4 separate regions of the Mus musculus genome follow, and regions 1, 2 and 3 are each linked to region 4. Evidence: chromatin contacts called from public Micro-C and promoter capture Hi-C data. All regions are on one chromosome and are shown on one strand. The core of a region is the stretch at or near the end of the contact, and the rest is flanking DNA. Distances in the headings are between cores, read along the strand shown. Region 1 holds the start of Socs3 (suppressor of cytokine signaling 3). Region 2 holds the start of Tnrc6c (trinucleotide repeat containing 6C). Region 3 holds the start of Pgs1 (phosphatidylglycerophosphate synthase 1). Region 4 holds the start of 2810410L24Rik (RIKEN cDNA 2810410L24 gene).

Region 1 (4,935 bases), core at 2,392-4,891, 2.2 Mb after region 4:
CTGGTGTGTGTGTGGGGTGGGGGTGGGGGGTTGTTTGTCTTGTTTGAGAAAGAGCCTCACAAAGCTTAGACTGGCCTCAAATTCCGTAGGTTCAGATGACCTTGAACTTCTGGTCCTCCTGCCTCTACCTTTTGATCTCAGGGATTAGAGACCTGAGCCAGTTTGAATTCTAAGCGGGTTAGATCTGGGAGGCTGACCTTGTAGAGATCAGCCAGGCCTTATACCCTATTTAACATCTTCCTTAAGCTTTTAAAGTCCTAGCTCATACCCTTCAAAAGGTTGGGCGGGATGAGAAGATTAGCTTTCTGAATTATGATCTTAGGCCCTATATAGGGCCTTCACTAGGCCGCTAAACTCAGCCCCTTCTCTAAGCTCAGAGCCCCTTCCCCTCTAAGCTCAGAGCTGTTTGTCTTCAAAGCCTACACATGGAAGGAATTTTCTTTGTTCTGGGCTCTCACTGCTGGGTCTTATCTCAGCTTTTCCCAAGGCAGGCAGCCATTATGAAAAGACCTGGTCACCTAAAATCCACCTCAACGCCTCTCTACAGAGCCTGGAAAAAATCTTCAATATCTAAAGTAGTTGAGCCAGGTGTGGTGCTTCACGCCTTTAATCCCTGGTTGAAGGGGGTGGAGGTAGGTGGAGGCAGGAGTTTCAAGCTAGCTTTGTCTACAGAGCCAGTTCCATGACAGCTAGGACTACACAGTGAAACCCTACTTGGGAAATAGGAGGCAGGAACTGAGGATGGAGCCTAGGACTTCCTGCATGCTAGGCAAGCATTCTAGAAAGTGGGCAACATCTGAAGCCTCAAAGGTACTGTGCTAAGCACCTTAGTCCCCACAGCAACACAGGGGAGGCATTCTCATCAGGTCAGCTAACACACAGTGACATCACAGAGTCACTGAGCAGTGGAGCCACAGAACAGCTGAGGTTCCTAAAAGCATGCATGACACCCAGCTTACCCACCCATCTCAGGCCACAGCAGCCTGAGAGAGCAGAAGAACACCTGCTGGTCCTGTCCCACCTCTCCTCTTCAAACAGCCCCACATCCTCCAGTTTTGCTCTGGGTGGAGCTCCCTGCTGGCCCTGCAGAGGGAAGGCTCTCCTAAGCATCATCTATCAGAACGTCTTCAAAAAAAAAAAAAAAAAAAAAAAGCCTCTCCAGCCAGGCTAGCTCTAACACCATTTCTTCCCCTTCCCCTCTCTCAAATTCACTTATCTTTTTTTTTTTTTTTTTTTTTTTTGGATTTTTGAGACAGGGTTTCTCTGTATAGCCCTGGTTGTCCTGGAACTCACTTTGTAGACCAGCCTGGCCTCGAACTCAGAGATCCACCTGCCTCTGCCTCCTGAGTGCTGGGATTAAAGGCGTGCGCCACCACGCCCGGCTAAATTCACTTATCTATTTAATGTATATAGGGTATAGGCTGCCCTTGAACTCACAAAGATCTGCTTGCTTTGCTTCTGGAATACTAAAGGTGTGTGCTACCATCACAGGGACCAAGATTTATTTTAATTCTGTATATGTGTGTGTGTGTGTGTGTGTATGGGGGGTGCACATGAGTACAGATTCCCTTGGAGGCCTGGGGTGGCTTAGGACTGGGGTTACAACAGTTGTGACCCATCCTACATAGGTCCTGGCACCAACACCCCCCCCCCCCCCCCCCGTCTTCCAGAAGTGCAGCAGGTGTTCTTAACTGCTGAGCCAGCAATCCAGCCCCTGACTTCCCTCTCTTACTTAAGAAGCTATCACAGTGTCTCACTGGGTCACAATCATGACTAGTCCTTGCTCATGGCCCACAGCCTCTTCCCCACTGTGGGTTTTGCCCCGCAGCTCTGCCGCCCCAGCGCTGCACCCGAGGCCTGACAGAGCCAGGCACGAAGTCAGGGTTTGTGGAATGGATGAATGAACTTGACTCGTGGCAGAGCATTGTAATTTACAAAGCACTTTCCCATCCATTAACTCCAGGGCTATTTCCTAAGAGTCCTCCCTGTCCTCCACTGCCCTCGGCTCAGAAGCATACGGTCAAGGCAGTGGCTGGGGAACACTCCCTGAATGAGATCAAGGAGGGCTTGTTCACAGAGAAAGGGAGAATCCATTTGGGGAGCCTGAGAGTGACTCGAAGGCAAGGACTGGGCCTCACCTGTGGGATCTCCATCTGTGAGCATCTGCTCATCAGACCAGTGTGAGATATTTTAAATAAGGCCCCTAAGCCTCTTGACTACTGGAATTGCCAGGGGCGGGGGACAGATGGGCACCCATCCCTATTTAACAGATAACAAGACTGAGTCCAGAGAGGCAGTGCACCTGCCCTGGTCTCTCTTAGTTCCTCAGCATCAGTGGAGCAGATTGGACACAGTGGGCCAGAAGGGAAGCAGGCAGCCCTCCCTCCTAGCCCAAGCTACTCTGTGTAGTCAGTTTGCCCTCCTACTGGTGTTACAAGAAGCCTGTGGTATCCAAGAGGGCAGGTCAGAAAGCCCACTGAGAGCAGACACTGTGTGTCACTTAGCTGGTTCTCAGGTGGCTGCCACTTCCTGCTGCCTGTTGCAAAACTCGACACTAGGCCTTTATAGATACTCACGTGACCAGGAGTAAACAACCTTTCACCTCAATCACCTGCTCTTATCAATACTCCCTCTCCACCCCACCATCGGGAAAGTTCAGACACCTTAAAACGTAGAGGCAAGAGAGGGTCCATTCTGACACCTCAGCGACTTTCAGGCAGTGGCTGAACCCGTTACAACGCTCTGTGGACAGTCCTCCTAGTCGACATTCCTTCTCAGGTTTGACCCTGTCCTGGGAAGTGAGGCTTCTCTCTCTGGGTTCCCCACTCCTGTTCTTGAATAAGGAGCCCCACAACCTCTTATTCTCTCTATACAGAGCCTGGGAAACAGCAAAACTCGGCTCGCCTACAAGACTCCAGCGCGCCCTCTGGTGGACTCGGGGGACGAGCATGGGATGAGGGTTTCTTTCCTCTAGCTCCCCCACCGCGCCGAGAGTACCTGGGCGGACCCACAGTTCGCCACGCAGGTTGGGAGGCCCAGATGAGTGATAAGGTAGTAGTTAGCTGCTCCTCCCACCCCACTCCCCAAAGGACATCAGCACCCACGTCTGTCACCGAAGAACCAGGCAATGGGCGGATGAGCTGAGGCCAGGTAGCTGCTTCTAAGTCAGTGTCTCCTCCACTTCTGGATCTCACAGCTTCATCTTTTGGACCTGTCTACAGGTAAATGTCGCGCATCCCCCTCCTCCACTTCCTAGGTCCCCAGTGGGCTGGTGGCTGAATGGTCCTACGTCCCTTTTGGTTGGCACGGGATGCTTGGAACTGTACATGAGGACCTCGGAGTGGCCTGGGTGCAGAGGGAGGGGAGCGTCCCCGCGGGGATCAAAAGAAAGGGAAGGGGTGCCAGGAGGGAGCCTCTCCCGGCTGGCCTCCTAGAACTGCCCGCGCGCTCCCATCGCGACGCCCCCGCCTCTGCCAGAAACCAGCCTTCTTAGAAGGGAGGGGGGGGAAAGTGTGAATGAGAAGTTGGGGGCGGAGCGCGCGGGGGAGGGGCCGCTGCCAGGAACGCTCGGCCAAGGCTGGCGCCGCGCCCGCCGGTCGGGCAGCCTCGCGCCGCGCTTTGTCTCCCTCTCGGTGAGTCTCGGCGGGTCCTGGAGGCCCCAGCTCCAAGCCCGCCCTCCGCGGCCCCTCCCTCGCCCTCCGCGCACAGCCTTTCAGTGCAGAGTAGTGACTAAACATTACAAGAAGACCGGCCGGGCAGTTCCAGGAATCGGGGGGCGGGGCGTACTGGCCGGGTAAATACCCGCGCGCGCGGCCTCCGAGGCGGCTCTAACTCTGACTCTACACTCGCCTGCTCTTACGACCGCTGTCTCTCCGGGCTCCCGGACGCCCCCTTCCCGGCCCAGCTCTCCGTCGAGGTCCCTCGCCCAGGTCCTTTGCCTGATTCGCCCAGGAGTGCGCCTCATCGGCCCGGGGAGCAGCGAAGCCAGAGGGGGCGCACGCACGGGGAGCCCCTTTGTAGACTTCACGGCTGCCAACATCTGGGCGCAGCGCGAGCCACTGCTGGCCGCCGCCTCGCCTCGGGGACCATAGGAGGCGCAGCCCCAAGGCCGGAGATTTCGCTTCGGGACTAGGTAGGAAGGAGGGGCGCGGTGTGGGGAAGGGTGGGGGCCTCGGTCCAGCTCGGGAGCTTTTCCCGGTTTCTCCTCCCCTTCCCGGGTCATTCCCGGTAGGGAGGGGACGAGGTAGGGGGCAGAGCGGATGAGAACCGAAGATCCCTGATTCCCGTCATACTCAGACTGGGGCCCTCGGGTTTCTCCTGTCCCCTCTCTCACATATCTCGGGTTTGGCACCCCCCTTTTTTCGCCCTCGCCACTGAGGACACCGGACTGAGAGGCGCCCTGAGCGTCCCTAGGGCTCTTGTGTCTCTCCCCATCCTGGCCGCGCTCCTGGAGACCCAACTTCCACGCGCGAGTTTTCTCTGGGCGTCCTCCTAGGGCGGGCAGGGGAAGAGACTGTCTGGGGTTGGCCGGCAGTGACCGAGGACAGTCGAGTTCCGCGAGGTGGCTGGGCCTGAGACACGGTCTAAAGCGGGGCAAAGGGGTGCCCCGGGCGCTAGGCGGAGGCTGGAGGGCCGGGCACGCTGGAGGGTTCCGGGCACTCACGCGCCTCACGCTTTGCTCTCTGCAGCTCCCCGGGATGCGGTAGCGGCCGCTGTGCGGAGGCCGCGAAGCAGCTGCAGCCACCGCCGCGCAGATCCACGCTGGCTCCGTGCGCCATGGTCACCCACAGCAAGTTTCCCGCCGCCGGGATGAGCCGCCCCCTGGACACCAGCCTGCGCCTCAAGACCTTCAGCTCCAAAAGCGAGTACCAGCTGGTGGTGAACGCCGTGCGCAAGCTGCAGGAGAGCGGATTCTACTGGAGCGCCGTGACCGGC
Region 2 (5,296 bases), core at 1,401-3,900, 2.5 Mb after region 4:
TTTCTGATTACTCAAAATATAAAATAAAAATAGACTCTAAGAATCTTATGAAAACACAAGTACTAAGATAATTCGATAGGGAGAAAAAAAGTCTTTTCAGTATTGGTAAACGAAGTCCCAACTATTCAGACTCCCCCCATGAATAAAATCAATTTCGTCAATATAACAGAACCCTGTATTTTAGACACCTCATTTCCTCAATAAAAGCATCTTAACCACACTGAAATGTCCAAAGCAAGGCTCACCTCTTCTGTTCTGGGGGGGAAAAAAGGTGCCCTCTGCCAGCCAAGTTCAACTGGCTTGGGCTGTCTTATCTAACTCAGGATTTCATTTCCTAGGGAAAGAAGTCTGCAATCCAGGAATACAATTGTCAGCACCCCATATACAGTTCAAACTATCCTCTGAAGTCACTCAGGTCACATTTTTAGGGTCTGAACTAATTCACATAGTTATTCCAATCCAAAGACAGGAAATTGCATAAAATAACTGCATATACAGTCAGGTGCCATTCAGAGATGTGGTGATGAATAGACTATCTATACTGGCACAAGGCGGTTAACGTGCACACCAGACACCCAGAAAACAACCACTACCATCAGAACCTGGGCAGTACAATGGAGCAAAGGAGCCAGGAGACTCCGACGTGCAACTCCTTCAAGATGCCCAAGTTGGCCATCAATGGAGCACCATTTTGAGTTTTGAACCTATGTTTCACTCCCAGAAGCCAATGGGCAGACCACTCAAATGGAGGTTTCATCTGGCGAAGGCAAAGGTTGGAAAGAACTCAACTAATTACACACGGAAGCACCAGCACTGTCAGAAGTCTCAGAACGCCATAGGTGCAGCCGAGCCCCGCCGGCTCCTCCTCCTCCCCGGGCTCCCTCACAGCATCCCAGCACCATCCTTCATCAAGATTCCTCCAGCGACGCGCAGCGCGCGCGCCAACCGTCTCCTCGCCCGGCCAACGCACAGGGAGATGGGGGTGGGGGACAGCTTCAGGTCCACATCTGCAGGTTTTAACTGCTACGGAAGCATTCGCTACATCTCACCTACTTGGCGAAGCCGCGGACCAAGCTACCCTAAAAAAGCAGAGACGGCGTCGGGGCGCTCGGGTTTCCTTATCTGTTAACCCGGTCGAGGTAGCTGCATTGGCGGCGGTGGCGGTGCGTCTTCCTAGCACGCAAGCACTCCGCAATCCGTTTGCAACACCGTTACAAATAAATCCACCTCATTTCACAACTGTAGGGGGCCCTCGGGGTCGCCCATGGCTCACCAAACAACGCCACACTGCGGATCGGTGTATGCCACCCTTTGGGAACGCACGGTCTGCAGGGGACCATGCAAGGGGAGCGGGTATCATCCACCACTGCATTAGTTTTAAGAGAACGAGAGAGCGAGCGCGGGGGTTGGGGGGAACGGCTAAGTGTCCGACCCCTGGGTCCCCATCCCGATGTCGCACGCCCGGCCAGGAGCTCGCAGTCCGTGCCTCTCCTCCGCCCGTCAACCCCGGCCGGCGCCGCACGCGGGTAGCTCGGGGCCGCCGCGCTCCGGCTCGGCCGAACAAAGGGCCCGAAGACCTCCGGGCGCTGCGGCGGTGGCGCTCTCACCTGGGCTCCGTCCCCGGCGGCGGCTCCGCGGGGCTCCGGCGGCGCGGGCCTGGCGGTGGAGAGGTCGCTCTCGGCCGCCCGGGGCCCTCGGGGGCGCTCCGGCGGCGGGGGCCCGCTCAGTGCCGGCGCCGCAGGATCGAGTCCGGGCGCGGGCGGCGGGTGGGCGGCGGCACGTCCCGGCAGGTCCAGGTCCAGTGCCCGCGACGCCGCGACGCGCCCTGCTCCTAAGTCTCGGCGGGCCGCGGCTCGGACGCAGCCCGGGTCTGAGGCGGGGACGGCGATGGGCGGCTGGGCGCGGGGCCGCTCCGCTCCCTCCGCCTCAGGCTCCGGCTCGAGCGGGCCCGCGGCGGCGGCGGCGGGAGCGCGACGGCGCGAGGACCGCCTGTCACGGGGGCGGCCGGGGTGACCCGGCGGCTCTCAGGGCTGCACGGCGACGCGGACGGCGACGGCGGCTGCGGCTCCCGGGGCCGTCGCGCTGAGGTGCGGAGCTGCCACCGCGGCCATCTTGTTGCTCTAACTGACAAGAACCCCCCTCCCCCCGCTCCAGCCAGACGCGGCGCTCGCGCCCCCGGCCCCGCCCCGCGTGGGCCTCCAACAGGAAGTCGTACCGGCCCCCGGCACGTGACTCCCACCGCATCTGCATACCGGAGGGCGGAATGGCCAATCAGCGCCCTGATCCTGAGCTCCGCCTCCAGGCAGTGCTCCCGATCCCATTGGTTCGTCACGAAAAGACCACGCCTCCTCCTTCTCCCCTAATACCCGCCCGCGCTGTGGTCGTCCAGACCGCGCGTGGAGCGCGCGGGGGTGCGAGCTGCGCGTTCTTCACGCGCCTCGGACGCGCGCCTTTCCTCGGAGCTGACGCTCCTTCCCGGTCAATGCGGAGAGCCGTGCGGAATTCTCCCGTGGCCGCTTGCCTTCACGCTTTTGGGCACTGTGACTCCGCGTTAGCTTGCGCACCAAAGGGCCGCAGATTCAGTTCTGCGTAGCCGCCTCCGTTCTCCGGTTCTGCGCCCCGCCGTATCCCGGGTTTGCGCAGCGTTTTCGCCCGGCGGCGCTGGCCCTCTGCGCAGCGGCGCCCTGAACCTGGCGCACGCACTGGCGCGCCTCCGGCCCGTGCCGTGCACACGCCCTGTACCTCCCTACGGTGCACACTCGTACGTGCGCGGGACGCGGCCTAGAAGCTCGCTGCGCGCTCCTCGCGGCATCCTCTTGGCCCCCTCCTTCGCTCAGAGGCTCCCCGGGGATTGCTCTGACGCGAGCCAAACAATCCCGGCTGCAAAGCAGCCCCCTGGGGAGGCCTGCTTTCCCCGCAGCTACTCCACCCTACAGCGAACGCAACCTGCCCACCCCAAGCCCTGGGCTGAGACTACACACCCCGCATTTTCTTCCTGGCTCTGGGAAGCCCGCGGTGGTCCTCCATTCTTTGGCTCCTCCTTGGTATACATATACGTAATAATCTGGTGGGTAAGGTCCGAAGCACTGTGCGCTCCGTAGAGTCCCTTTCAAGTTTCTGTTCAAGCCACGGGAAGATTTTGAAAGCTCATATTTTTCTCCACAGAGGGTGATGGAAGGAGCCTAATTCCTCTCCACCACCACTCCCGACCCTGATGTTCTGGTAGATCCGCGATGCTTCTGAAAGTTGTCAGTGCTGTAAGAGGCCATTCCCTGTCTATGTGTTCCCGTCTGGAAGAAGAGACAACGCTCTAGTAGTACCTTCGAGATGCAGTTTTGCTGCCGCCAGTGTCATGTTTTGAAATGTTTGTGGAGAAAAGGGACACAACAGACTTGCTGCTCTCGTTTCCCTTCAGGGTCCCGTGAGCTCTGTACACTCCTTTCTTTCTATTATATTTTAAGCCTTCTGGTCGTCAGATTTACTTACTCTCCGAAGTCGGCTTCAAACGTCTGTTGTGTATTTTTCATCCTGCAAACCCATATCCCCTAGAAAGATCTGATGGCAGATGTGGCTCTCACAGAGACTTCTGCCTTTTCTATTCAGCATTTTATTGACTTCAGTTTAATTCTTGACTGCTGAGAACCTGTATCTTTTGTGTCTCAAAAGTCCAGATATTATCACATGATCCAGGAAGGAGCACAAATAGCATCCTGCAGTTACACAGCATGCACTAGGTAGATTGCTAAATCCATGAGGAGCCCAGAGTCTGGGTGCAAACAACACTGTAAAACTTCAGTTATTGGAATATTGAACCAAAATGACGTCATTTAGCATTTGTCCTTGCCATTCATTGACTTTGTGACCATGACCTCTCCTCTCTTCCAGCTTTCTTTGTGATCGTCCCCTCCCCTCGAGCTTACTTAGCCTGGCACAATAAGGATCTCTTCCTACCTTAGATATCCTAACACCACTAGAAAAGGTGGGCTATATCTTTTGGAATGAAAATTAGACTCATAGTTTGGAATATGGACTTGTGGTGGTAGAAAGAATATTTGAGGAAGAGGGGTGTACCTCAGAGGTAAAGTGTCAGCTGAGCATGTTCAAAGCACTGGGGTCATTCCCTGGTGCTGGTGTATCTGAGCACACGCGCACACACACACACACACACACACACACACACACACACAATTTAAAAGCCTGGCATAGTAGCACATACCAGTAATTTCAGTGCTGAGGGAGCAGAAACAGATTCCACAGGCTCCTTATCCAGTCTGCCTCATTTAATTGGCAAGTTCCAGGCCAGTGAGAGATCCTGACCCAAAAACAAGGTGACTGGTAGATGTGATGCACATCTTTAATCTCAGCACTCTGGACAACGAGGCATCTGAATTCAAGGTGAGCCTCGTTTTACATAGAGTTCCAGGCCAACCGGGGCTACAAGGTAAGACAAAAAAAAAAAAAAAAAAAAAAAAATCAAGGCAGAGGATGTCTGAGGTTTGTTCTCTGACCTATGCACACATGTATATGCACACACGATATATAAAAAAACCGGTATGATTACCTTCCATGAAAGTGTTCTGGAAGGTAGCCTGTCTCCTAGAGACCTTCCCAGAGGACCTATAGCCTAAGTCTTGAGGGAGGTCACAGAAGCAATAACAGAAGCTCATGGAAGGACACTGAAGAGAGAAGCAACAGCAAACAGCAGGGAGACAAGGGAACCTGGAGCACTGTGTTTATCAGGGTCTGCCACAGCTCAGGAATAGGTGACGGGCGGGCAGGGGCAATCGCAGGCAGCAGCTCACGCTGCTGAAGACAGCAGAGCTTTGGATTGCTGTGAACCTTCCTAGAAAACATATATGGCAGGTAACCTGGATAAAAAGGCCCACATAGGTGGGGATAGTGCTGAGGAGGAGCCCAGCAAAGTTATTCGGACAGGAACTGAGCAAATGCAGAATGGCGTTCCTTGGAAGTCAGACAGAGCAGGGCAGTGGTGGCACACGCCTTTAATCCCAGCACTTGGAGGCAGAGGCAGGTGGATTTCTGAGTTCAAGGCCAGCCTGGTCTCCCTGTCTCGAAAAACCAAAAAAAAAAAAAAAAAAAAAAAAAAAGGAAGTCAGACAGAGAGGACACACTTGAAGATGAGGCTTACTTAGACTCTGGTGTGCTTAAGGAGAGGACTTCTGATGGGTAACAGAGGTGAGGTTGTATATGGTCTAGTCTTAGTAGGTGGTGGGTAACAGCTGAGGAAGAGGCCATGGTAAAAACTGAAGCCTTAGGTATGTTCAGGTCTACGCTC
Region 3 (5,278 bases), core at 338-2,837, 2.2 Mb after region 4:
AGGGGCACAGCTCCATGTAGAGTGCTTGCCTATCCAGAATTTGATACCCAGTGGTATAGGGGATATAGTTCATGTAGGTTGCCTGAGCCCCCTTCAGAGATCAGCACCAAAGCTGAACAATGAATACTGAGGTTTACAAACCAAAAGGAAATCAACAAAGCTTCCTAAACTGCTCCTCTTTCAGGCAGAACTTTTGAAACCTAACATTTTTCAGTGGTCTGGTGCCCTGATGTAATAAGCGTCACCTGATTCTACCGTCCAATCGAATGGCTGGGGGAAAGAGCCATTCTGATCAGCAGGCAACCTGAGATAAGACTGCCTGTCTGCCTTGATTCTGTCATTCAGTAGGTCCTCTAAGTCTAATTTGTGCTTGGGTTGGCAAGCTCCCTGTTACTCTGTAAATCAATGACCCACATCTAGAACCAACGCAGGTGACTGCACCTCAAGCCATCTAGAGACAAGATCTTACCCACAGATCTTACTCACAGAACCAGAATGGGCCATTACAGCTCACACCTGGGAGTCAGCATTGGACATGAGGCAGGAGAATCAGGAGTATTAGGCTAACCTGAGTTACTCAATTTAAGGCCAGTATAGATACATGAAACTGTGTCTCTAAAAGAACTGGGGGTCCAGCGAGTTTGCTGCCAAGCCTGATGATCCGATTTCAATCACTTCAACTCACGTGGTAAAAGAGAACCGACTTCCCCTACCACCACCTGAGCACACAGTCATTATTTTAATTGTTTTATTTATTTTAAAGAGAGAGAGGAGGAGCTGAGATGTGGCTCAGTGGTAAAGCACCTGCCTTGTGTGCATGGAGTTCTGGGTTTGGGCCCCAGCATTTGAAGAAAAAGAAAACGAAGTCTCTAAACATATCCACACGAGAGAATATCACACACAAACACACAATCTCAATATCTATCTCGCGCGCTCCTGAAAATTAGCAATAGCATCAGGCCTCTTGGTTGAGCCTGTTCTTGGCAAATGTTTCCTTTAAAGGACCACTGCCTGAACAAACTGCTTCAAAGCTTCCCTCACCGCTTACACAACCCACTTCAGTACTTTTCCAGAAACAAGCCTTTCGAACGCGCGCAGAAAGAGTTTCGAGTGTTTCCTCTTCACGGGCCTGAGTACCGATTGAGTCAGGATTGAGAAATGTCTCCGGCAGGATGTGAGGAAGCCAGCCTGCACCGGGTCCCCGCAGGGCTGATTCACTCCGGCCAACTCACCGCTCTAACCCCGACTGCCACACTCACGCCCCGAGCCCGGAGCACAGCAGCCTTGGCCCCAGGGCCGGGCCGCAGCCCCGAGCTCGCCCCGGGTGGCTCCTGCACGGTGCACGCCCACGGGGCTCCTGGCTGAGCCGCCGGCACGCGGGGAGACAGCGAGTCCCCCACCCCCCGCCCGGCCCTCTCGAGCGCTCTCACCTCCGGCGCCGGCGCTCCCGGCTCCTGCCCAGACGGTCGGAGAGGCGGCCCAGGAGCGCGGCCAGCCCGGGCCTGCCAGGCAGCAGGCCCAGCAGCCGCCTCCAGAACACCGGGCCCGCTGCCGGCGCCGCCATGGAGACCCGCCGCTTCCGCTTCCGGCGCGCGAGAACTTTATTGACAGTGCGAGCGCGAACAGGGAGCCAGCGCGCAGGCGCGGTAGCGGCAGTGACAGCTGCATAGGCTGTATTCCCTTGTCTTTGCCTCTCTGTATCCTTTCTGGGGCACCGCGTCGCGCCAGACAGGGAGCTCAAGGGCGGGAGGCATGGACTACAGTCCTAAGTTCACCTGATGGTCCAGGAGGGAGAATGCTGGTGACAGCTCAGCACCCCGAATCCTGTCAGATTAGCAGCTGCTGCCCTGCACTTTATGCTCATCTGCCTTGCTGTAAGAGGAGGGATGCTCAGCGACCAGACTACCTGTCAGACTTCCAGCTGCTACCCTGCGCTCACATAAAGGTCCAGGAGGATTAATAACAGCTCAGCGCCCGGAGTCCTGTCAGACTGATAGCTGCTGCCCTGCGACCTATGATCATCTGCCTTGTTCCAAGAAGAAGGAAGGATGCTCAGCGCAGACTTTCAGCTGCTACCCTGCGCTCACATATGAGAGTCCAGGAGGGAGAATAGCTAGTAACTGCTCAGCGCCTCAATCCTGTCCGTTTGACAGCTGCTGCCATGCACTCACATGAGGGAGCAAGGAGGAGGATGTCAGTGGCATCTTAGCACCTGTCACACTGACAGCTGCCGCCATGCGCATTAAACTCACCTGCATTGCTCCAGGAGAGAGGAAGCTAGTGATCATTCAGAGTCCTGACACCTGTCAGATTGATAACTTCCTGAGCCCTACGCCCTCAACTCACCTGCCTGGCTCCAAGAGGAAGGATTCTTGCAATAGCTCAGTGCCCAACACCTGTCAGATAGCCAGCCCCTGCTTTGTGCCCGCACTCGTGTGCATCATCACTCAGTTCAGCACCCTGAGGCCTGACCCTCCTCTGCCCCTGTCTGACTTTCATGCCCTTAATTCCTTCCCTGGCTCACATGCTCTGGGACTTAGAAGCTAGAAACATTGTAAAACAGTCATAATTCTCTTTACCCCAGAGATGATGGAGTTAAAGCTGTAACACTTGAACTAACATTCTGAATTTCACCTCCACCAAACTATTTCAGGAAAGTGAATGACACATTTCAAAAGAATATTTATCTCAGTCTTTCTCCCATTATTGAAAAGTGTGGAAACAGCCGGTGGTGGTGGTGGTGGTGGTGGTGCACGCCTTTAATCCCAGCACTGTGGAGACAGAGGTAAATGGATCTCTGTGAGTTCAAGACCAGTATGGTCTACAGAATGAGTTCCAAGATAACCAAGGCTACACAATGAAACCCTATCTTGAAAAACAAACAAAAAATCTCAGTGAAGGAGTTGGCTAGATACACTGTGGTGTATCAATACAATGGATGGCCATAGCTCCATGAGAATATGATACCCTAGAATAATATTTCATGGCATCACTTATAAAATTTACCAGGGGCAGGCAAAATGGCTCAGTAGATAAAGGTGCTTGCTGCCAAAGCTGACAACCAGAGTTTCAACTTCAAAACATATATAGTAGGAAAGAGACTCAATTTGTCCCCTGACCTCCACATGTGCGCCATAGCATCTGTGTGCCTGCTGCTCCCACAAAATAAATGAGCATTCAGAAATTTAAATAAAAATAAAATTAAAAAGGAAAGTCCAGCCAGATGGTTCAATGGATAAAGGAGATTGCTGAGGAAATTGTCCTCTGGCCTCCACACATGTGCCCACTCCAGAGCATACATATACACACAATAACAATAAATAATATACTAGTTTTTTAAAAGATTTATTTATTTATTATATGTAAGTACACTGTAGCTGTCTTCAGATACCCCAGAAGAGGGCATCAGATCTCATTATGGATGGTTGTGAGCCACCATGTGGTTGCTGGGATTTGAACTCGGGACCTTCGGAAGAGCTAGTCAGTGCTCTTAACCCCTGAGCCATCTCTCCAGCCCCGATATACTAGTTTTTAAGACAATGAAAAAATATTATCAAAGAGTGGTAAAAAGACAATCTCAAGCAGGCATGGTAGCCCACATTGTAATCCTGGTCCTTACCAGCCCTCAGGAGACAAAAGCATTAGTATCTAAGAAAGAAGGAAAGAAGGAAGGAAGGAAGGAAGGAAGGAAGGAAGAAAGAAAGAAAGAAAGAAAGAAAGCGAGCCGGGCGTGGTGGCACACGCCTTTAATCCCAGCACTTGGGAGGCAGAGGCAGGTGGATTTCTGAGTTCAAGGCCAGCCTGGTCTACAAAGTGAGTTCCAGGACAGCCAGGGCTATACAGAGAAACCCCGTCTCAAAAAACAAAACAAAAAAAAAAAGAAAGAAAGAGGGAGAAAGAAAGAAGGAAAGGAAGCAGGTCCTAGAACTTGGGAGACAGGGGCAGGAAGATAAGGGGTTAAGCAGCATTTGTTACAACAAAGTGAGTTCAAGACCAGCGAGTGCTGCATGAGTCTCTGCCTAAAAACAGAGAGAGAGAGAGAGAGAGAGAGAGAGAGAGAGAGAGAAAGTCAGTCAGTCACAGGGCAATGGTGGCACATGCCTTTAGTCCTAGCACTAGCACTTGGGAGGCAGAGGTGGGCAGATCTCTGTGAGTTTGAGGCCAGCCTGGCCTACACGGTAAGTTCCAGGACAGCAGCCAGAGCTATATAATACGACTTTGTCTCAAGAAACAAACAAATAAATACCAAAAAGACAAAAACAAAACTTATCACATTTTGCAAAAGGTGAGGAGGAGAACACAGAGGTACCACCTGGGGTGTTCTCCTGAACCAGCTGGGAGTGTTCAGAACTCCAGTTCACTTACAGGCAGTGAGTATTTCAAATCACCTTTAGTTTTTAAGCACACACACAGTTTTACAAATACTAGGCAGAATCCGATTTAGCGCTTCCAAGTGAGGAAAGATGACTCATCAGATTTCCGAACTTCCAGTAACCAGGATGAGATTCTGGTGCCTTCAGCCTATCACGGGAGGTGCTGAGCAAACAGACTGTGAGCCACCGTGCTTCACTGTCACCCTTAAGCTTGGTGGGGATCACCACTGGGGCCACAGAGCATCCTCACCATCGCATCACCATCCTGGGAAGAGACGTTCTGTTGCCCCTGTGGTTCTTGGCTATGTGAGGCAATACCTGAAACATAGGGCTAATTCACTGGGGACAGTGACACTGACTGCATGGCTAGTGCAGGCCTGAAGGTACATGCCTTTAATCCCAGCACTCAGGAGCCACAGGCAGACAGATCTCTAAGCTCGAAGCCAGCCTGGTCTACAGAGATAGAGTTCCAGGACAGCCAAAGCTGTTACACAGAGACACCCAGTCTTGAAACCCCCTCAAAAATATTTGTTTGTTTGTTTGTTTGTTTGTTTGTTTTATGTGTGCAAGTGGGTTTGTCTACACACGTATGAGCACCATTTGCACGTCTGGTGTCCATAGAGGTCAGAAGAGGGTTCGGGTCCCCTAGAACCACAGTTACAGACTGTTGGGAGCCGCCCTGTGGTGCTGGAAATCAGCATGGGTTCTTTTGCAAGAACAGAAAGTGTCCCTAACCTCTGATCCTGGCACAGTTTTTAACTGCTTAAATTTGGATGGTTACAGAAAGTGCATTCTTTGTGCCCAGAAACCTTGTTTAAGTTGGTTGGTAAGAACAACCCCAGGGCTGGGCAGTGGTAGCGCATACCTTTGATCCCAGCACTAGGGAGGCAGAGGCAGGAAGATTT
Region 4 (5,147 bases), core at 1,442-3,941:
CCTTGGCACCCAATATAATAAGGCTGACCTCGCTAGCACATTTCAAACTTTATCCACTTCACATCTGGTAACAATCCCATGTGCCAGAGGGAGCCATATTGCCAAACCCAAAGTCAGGAGGACGGGCAGGGCTCCTTACACTTGTAGTAAAGAAGTAGACATGAGCCGTTAATCCCTGCGCTCAGGAGGCAGAGGCAGGCGGATTTCTGAGCTCGAGGCCAGCCTGGTTTACAGAGTGAGTTCTAGGTCAGCCAGGGGTACACAGAGAAACCCTGTCTCGGAAAACAAAACAAAACAAAAACAAAAAAGAAGTAGATATGAAATCAAGAACTAGGCTCAGATACTTAAGATAAATTTAAACTAAATTAACTAAGTTTAATTGCCTGAACACACATTCTCTGGGAATAGACAGCACAAGCCAAGCCCAAGATTTCTTGTGAAAAGAATGGCCAGGGTCCTTCAACTTCTGCAGAGGTCAGAAGAGGACACCAGATTCTCCTGGGACTGGAGTTACAGACAGTTGTGAATCACAATGTAGCTACTGAGTCTTTATGAGCACTGACTGCTCTGCCAGAGGTCCTGAGTTCAATTCCCAGCAATGGGGTCTGATGCCCTCTTCTGGTGTGTCTGAAGAGAGCAATGGTGTACTCCTATACAATGTAACTACTGAGACTCAAACCCAGGTCCTCTGCAAGTGCTAGACAAGTGCTCTTAATCACCGAGCCAATTCTGCAGCCAGGGCCAGTGGTTCTAACTTGTGCTGCTCTGTACTGTTCAGTGCTCCCATCAGTGTTCCCATCCAGTAGTCCAGTCTCTATGCACTGGGCCTCCTGTGCTGCTGAGAACCTCAGTGGAGGCTCTAAGGCCAAGAGAACTCCTTCACATATGACTCTCCAGGGCATCTGCTTAGTTTCAGTCCACTGAGCACAGCCCAGGAAGAGATTGTCTCCACAGACTCCCACCCATCACCCTGACAGAGATCCCAGAATTCCACAGTTTCCTCTGAGAGGCTCTCCTTGGAGCCCTCCTGCCGGCCAGCAGTTTCCCTCCCATGCTCCCTCTTGCAGGAGCAGTGCCCTGACTTGTCTCCCAGGCACTCTTCTTGTTCTCTAGTTGTAATGGATTTTAAAACTTTTCTATCATTTCTAGGGCTTGAGGGTGGGAAGAGAGGCTATTAGGAATTATCTTGACCACTATCTTGATTCAATCCCTCTTGGTCTAAAAAAAAAAAATCAGTTTGTGTCCACCCTGGGGTGCTTAATCCCTGGGAGCTGAACTTCAAGGTCGATTTGATCACCACGTCTGTGGTTTGCAACCATAGCCGGACAAGTCCTAGATCCTGAGTGCTGCAACTTGCCCTTCAGTTAGCTACAGGCCCTCTCAGGATCCCTGGACTTCTGAAAAGAGGAATTTCAAAACAGAGCCATAAAGGTGGCTGAGTACTGCCTTCAGCAACAGGGAATTAGATGTTAGCTTCTGTGACAACCTCCTGGGAGATGCTGGGATTGATAGCGCTCAGGTGGAGCCCTGCAAATCCAGGGTTGTAATGTACCTCATTTACCTCCGGGGCTCATTTTACCATCGGCGGCACCAGATTACAGCCCCTACATCAGGTGGTTGTTTTCCTTTTCTTCTTGGTTTGCGGATTTCACTTGGAGCCAAGATGCAGAAAGGGAGAAAAGGTTGGGAAACACCTCCAGGTCTGAGACCAGGACAAGGCGGTGAACTCAAGAGGAGACACCTGCCTGCTCCTGTAGGTATGGCTTGGCTCTTGTTTGTCTCCTGCACTTGCTGCCCTGGCGTGGCTTGGGGCACACTTGAGATGTATCTTTCCCTGTCTGTCTGGGGCAAGCCAGCAACAGCTCTCTGGCCGTGGTCCACTTTAGCCTGAATATTTTTCAGCACTCGATATTTCTCCGCTCAGAAAGCAAATGAGTCGCTGCCCACTAAGGTGGTCCTGGGGCAGTGGCCCCCAATCCTGTAGTCCTTCCTGAGAGGGCCTATGCACCTCTGCCCCTGAACTCAGAGACGCCTTGAAAGCTGAACATCACATTATTACCACTCGATCTCAGAGAACCTTCCTGACTTCTGGGGATGTTGCACACCCTGAATTTCAAAGTTCAAGGCACTGCGTGTCCCGGGTGCAAGGGGCCATTCTAAAATCAAATCCCCTGGGGCTTCCTCTCCCTAGAGTCCAGATATGATTCCCTTACACTTCCTTCCGGATTTGGGGGCATCTTTCCAGATAGTGGAAAGGAATCCAAAATTTGTAATTCCACGGCGGAGCCAGCTCGAAGCTGCAGACACTCTCGGCCTCAGAGCCCAGATCCTGAAAAGCTTACCAGTTTACCGTATCTTCTCGGGGAAATAGACCCTCCTCTTCGGCCACACCTCCTGGATCATCTATTGGCCAACCTGAGCACCGCCCACGCGATGCCATTGGTTTGCACCGGCTGCCCAGACAAAGGGAGCGGCCGCTGCGGGAGGCGATGGGGCGGGGCTAGGCGGAGGCGCTGGGGCAGGCGGGGACGCTGCCCTCATGGAGGCGGGGCGGGGGCCTCCACGTGGGTGGGGCTGGGCGCCCTCCCCACCCCCACGAGGGCCGCGGCCGTGGGGCGCTGGTAGCTCTCCCGCCCCTCCGCCCTGCACCCCTCCCGCCCTAGGGCTCTTTCCTGGACTGCGGCTGCAGCCTTCTCTTCCCGGAGGGCTCAGAGTTCGTCCCCTTTTCGCGATTGGGAACGTGGACACGCCGGAGCCTGGATGCAGAAGGGCGCGCGGGAACAGGGAGCTGGTGCGCGAGCCGCAGCCCAGCGTCCAGGCCGCCCCACTCTCTGCTGATCCAAAGGACTAGGGAAACCCTGCGCGCCGACGGTGGCCTGGACGTTGGCGCGGGCCCTGGCGCTAAAAAACGGATCCCATTTCCAGAAAGGCGGGCCGGGTATCCCGCTCCTGCCTCCTGGAGAATTAGCTCGGCGGAGGTCGACCAGCCGGGTAGGGAGGGAGGGATGGAGGGACAGGCCTAGGGTCGACCAGCCGGATAGGGAGTAGCTTCTGGGAGCTCCCTTGCCTACGGAGGGCCGGTGAGGCTGCCCTCAGAGCGCCGCCAGGTACGTGCTTTTTCCTTGTTTCCCGCGCGCCCAGAGCACACTCTGGGGAGGGAAGGAATAAAAACCCAGCTGGTGTGTAGGAGATTTTCGCACCAAACGTGTCTTTCTGAGGGGTCCTGGGACGGTAGCCGAACTCGGGGTAGCCTCCTGAGCTGTATTCTGGAATCCCTACTGGGCTCTCCACCACCCGTAAGACGGGCTTGGAGCCAGTTCCTGTGGAAATGCGCGTCACTTTCTTCAGAGGCCCACGAAATTCATCCAGGACTCCATGGGTACTACAGCAAGATGGCTCTGTTTCGAAGTGGTTCATACAGTTATCCCCCAACCCGGAAACCTAGAATTCTCGTTTTCTGAACCGGGATGTTTACTTTAGGGAAACCTGGTCTTGGCTTCTGCTGCGCGCCGGGTGTCTAGGAACGAATCCCTCCTGGATCCGGGAACCCCAGATTTGCGGGGTTAGGAGATACCCTCAGAGTTGTGGTTTTTTGTTGGTGGTGGTTTGTTAAGAGCCTGGTAGCTGAACTGGAGCGGGCCCCGTCCCCTCCCCCATACCCACTTCAAACAAAAGAGCTCCTCCGAGAATATTTTTTAAGGGGAAAGCGCTTCTGAATGTGGACCCTCAGTTCTCCCCGCCCCCCGTTCCGAGGAAGGACAAGGGTTTTATATGTGTGTTTAAAACAAAGGCGAAGCTAGACGCGAGTTGCCGGGAAAGGGCCGCTTTTATTTTAAAGTTCTTGAAGAATTCACTTTCTTTTCTCCCAAGTTAGCTGCAGCTGAGCCAGAAGCGTCCCCACTGGCTTACCCGATAGTGGGATTTTACACGGTGTCGGCTAAGGGTGGCTTTGTGAGAAGACCATTTCAGAAGAAGAAACGGGGCTCTGGCTGGTGGGGTAGAAACCCCTATGGAATGAAAAGTACTCCCAGTCTCTTTGAGGAAGATTGCAAAGTAAGGTGGGTTGTTTTTCTTTTGTCCCATCCTTCCCACCCCTTAAATTAGAAGAAAAGGCCCCCAAGCGTGCAGCACCAGGTGGACGTTTGGAAGCTGCGAGTGGAATCTCGTTTAAAAACTTCCGGCCCCACGCACACCAAGTATCCATCTTCGTCGTAGTTGGGGTGAGGAAGAGTGTGACTTCCCTACCCAGAGTCTGGTTGAGCACGGATCCCGCCGAGGAGAGAAGGGTCCCGGCCGGGGGGAAGGTCCCTCTTTCTGGGACAAAGCGATCCTTAATTGTGGCCACCTTCCAAAGTCCGGGGCGAATTCGCTACGCGCGTCTGCCCGGGCGGCGCTTGGTGGGTAGTCCCGCTTCCACCAAAACTCTGTGTTTCCTTTCTCTCAAAATAAAACTCAACAAGCCATAAAGCTTCCGACGCCGGTGGAGAAGGCGCCGCGGATTTATGGCCCCTGAATTCCCTACTCTCTAATTATCCTTGTTTTTACTTGACTTATGGGTAGTGACCAATAAAATCATTTTCCATTTTGGATTTTTTTTTTCTCTCTGGCTAACATGAAAAATTCAAGTTGCGCCCTTCTCTCACCCGCTTGGACAAACCTTTTTTCTGAACGGGGTTGGGGATAAAAGAACCCTGCCTCCATCTTTCGCCTCTACTGAGGGCTGTCCTGTCTCCCAATTCCCCGATTAATTGCATTTAGGGGAGAGCTGCCTCCACCCCTTCTCCCTCCACTCTAGGGCCTTTCTGCGGATCTTTCCCTAGAAACCCCGCTGGGCTCCGGCTCTGAACAGCACCGGAGGACTGCAACGCCCACCCAGGCCCTGCTGCGGGTCTCCGGTGGCCTCAGCTCCTGTCGGGTAACCTCCCTAGGCCTCCCGGAACGCTCACCGGAGCTCGAGCCTTTGGACGTTCAGGGGGCTCCAACTTTATGTGGGGATCCCCGGACCGCCAGTGCCTGCCTCCCCACCCCCCACCCTCATCCCTTTGTTCGCCTCTCCGGACACCGAGTTGAAGGCAGGAAAAAAAAATAATTAGATGGAAATCAAAGATTAGACGGGGTGCGCTGGCCGCCAGGGCGAAGCCAGCCCA

The links. Promoter capture Hi-C pulls out the DNA fragments that hold promoters and counts their contacts. A called contact is a pair of places that touch in the nucleus more often than the background predicts.
Region 1: a Micro-C map of embryonic stem cells shows a contact between it and region 4, with 2.7 times the contacts expected there. The contact joins the promoter of Socs3 here to the promoter of 2810410L24Rik in region 4. A contact is called at or near these places in 1 of 484 Hi-C or Micro-C datasets (embryonic stem cells) and 1 of 115 datasets of contacts at active chromatin or transcription factors (embryonic stem cells).
Region 2: a promoter capture Hi-C map of pre-B cells shows a contact between it and region 4, with 5 times the contacts expected there. The contact joins the promoter of Tnrc6c here to the promoter of 2810410L24Rik in region 4.
Region 3: a contact with region 4 is called in a promoter capture Hi-C map of pre-B cells, with 2.4 times the contacts expected there. The contact joins the promoter of Pgs1 here to the promoter of 2810410L24Rik in region 4.

Annotation. Positions count from the first base shown.
Region 1 is chr11:117,968,072-117,973,006 of GRCm38.p6, reverse strand. Socs3 (suppressor of cytokine signaling 3) reads left to right here and starts at 3,641. Exons shown (of 2, transcript NM_007707.3): 1 at 3,641-4,132; 2 at 4,689-4,935. The coding sequence starts at 4,777.
Region 2 is chr11:117,651,643-117,656,938 of GRCm38.p6, reverse strand. It overlaps Tnrc6c (trinucleotide repeat containing 6C), which reads right to left and starts at 2,650. Exons shown (of 22, transcript NM_198022.2): 1 at 2,253-2,650.
Region 3 is chr11:117,983,166-117,988,443 of GRCm38.p6, reverse strand. It overlaps Pgs1 (phosphatidylglycerophosphate synthase 1), which reads right to left and starts at 1,587. Exons shown (of 10, transcript NM_133757.2): 1 at 1,431-1,587. The coding sequence starts at 1,564.
Region 4 is chr11:120,187,400-120,192,546 of GRCm38.p6, reverse strand. 2810410L24Rik (RIKEN cDNA 2810410L24 gene) reads left to right here and starts at 2,691. Exons shown (of 3, transcript NR_030682.1): 1 at 2,691-3,107; 2 at 3,871-4,058; 3 at 4,796-5,147. It also overlaps Gm9734.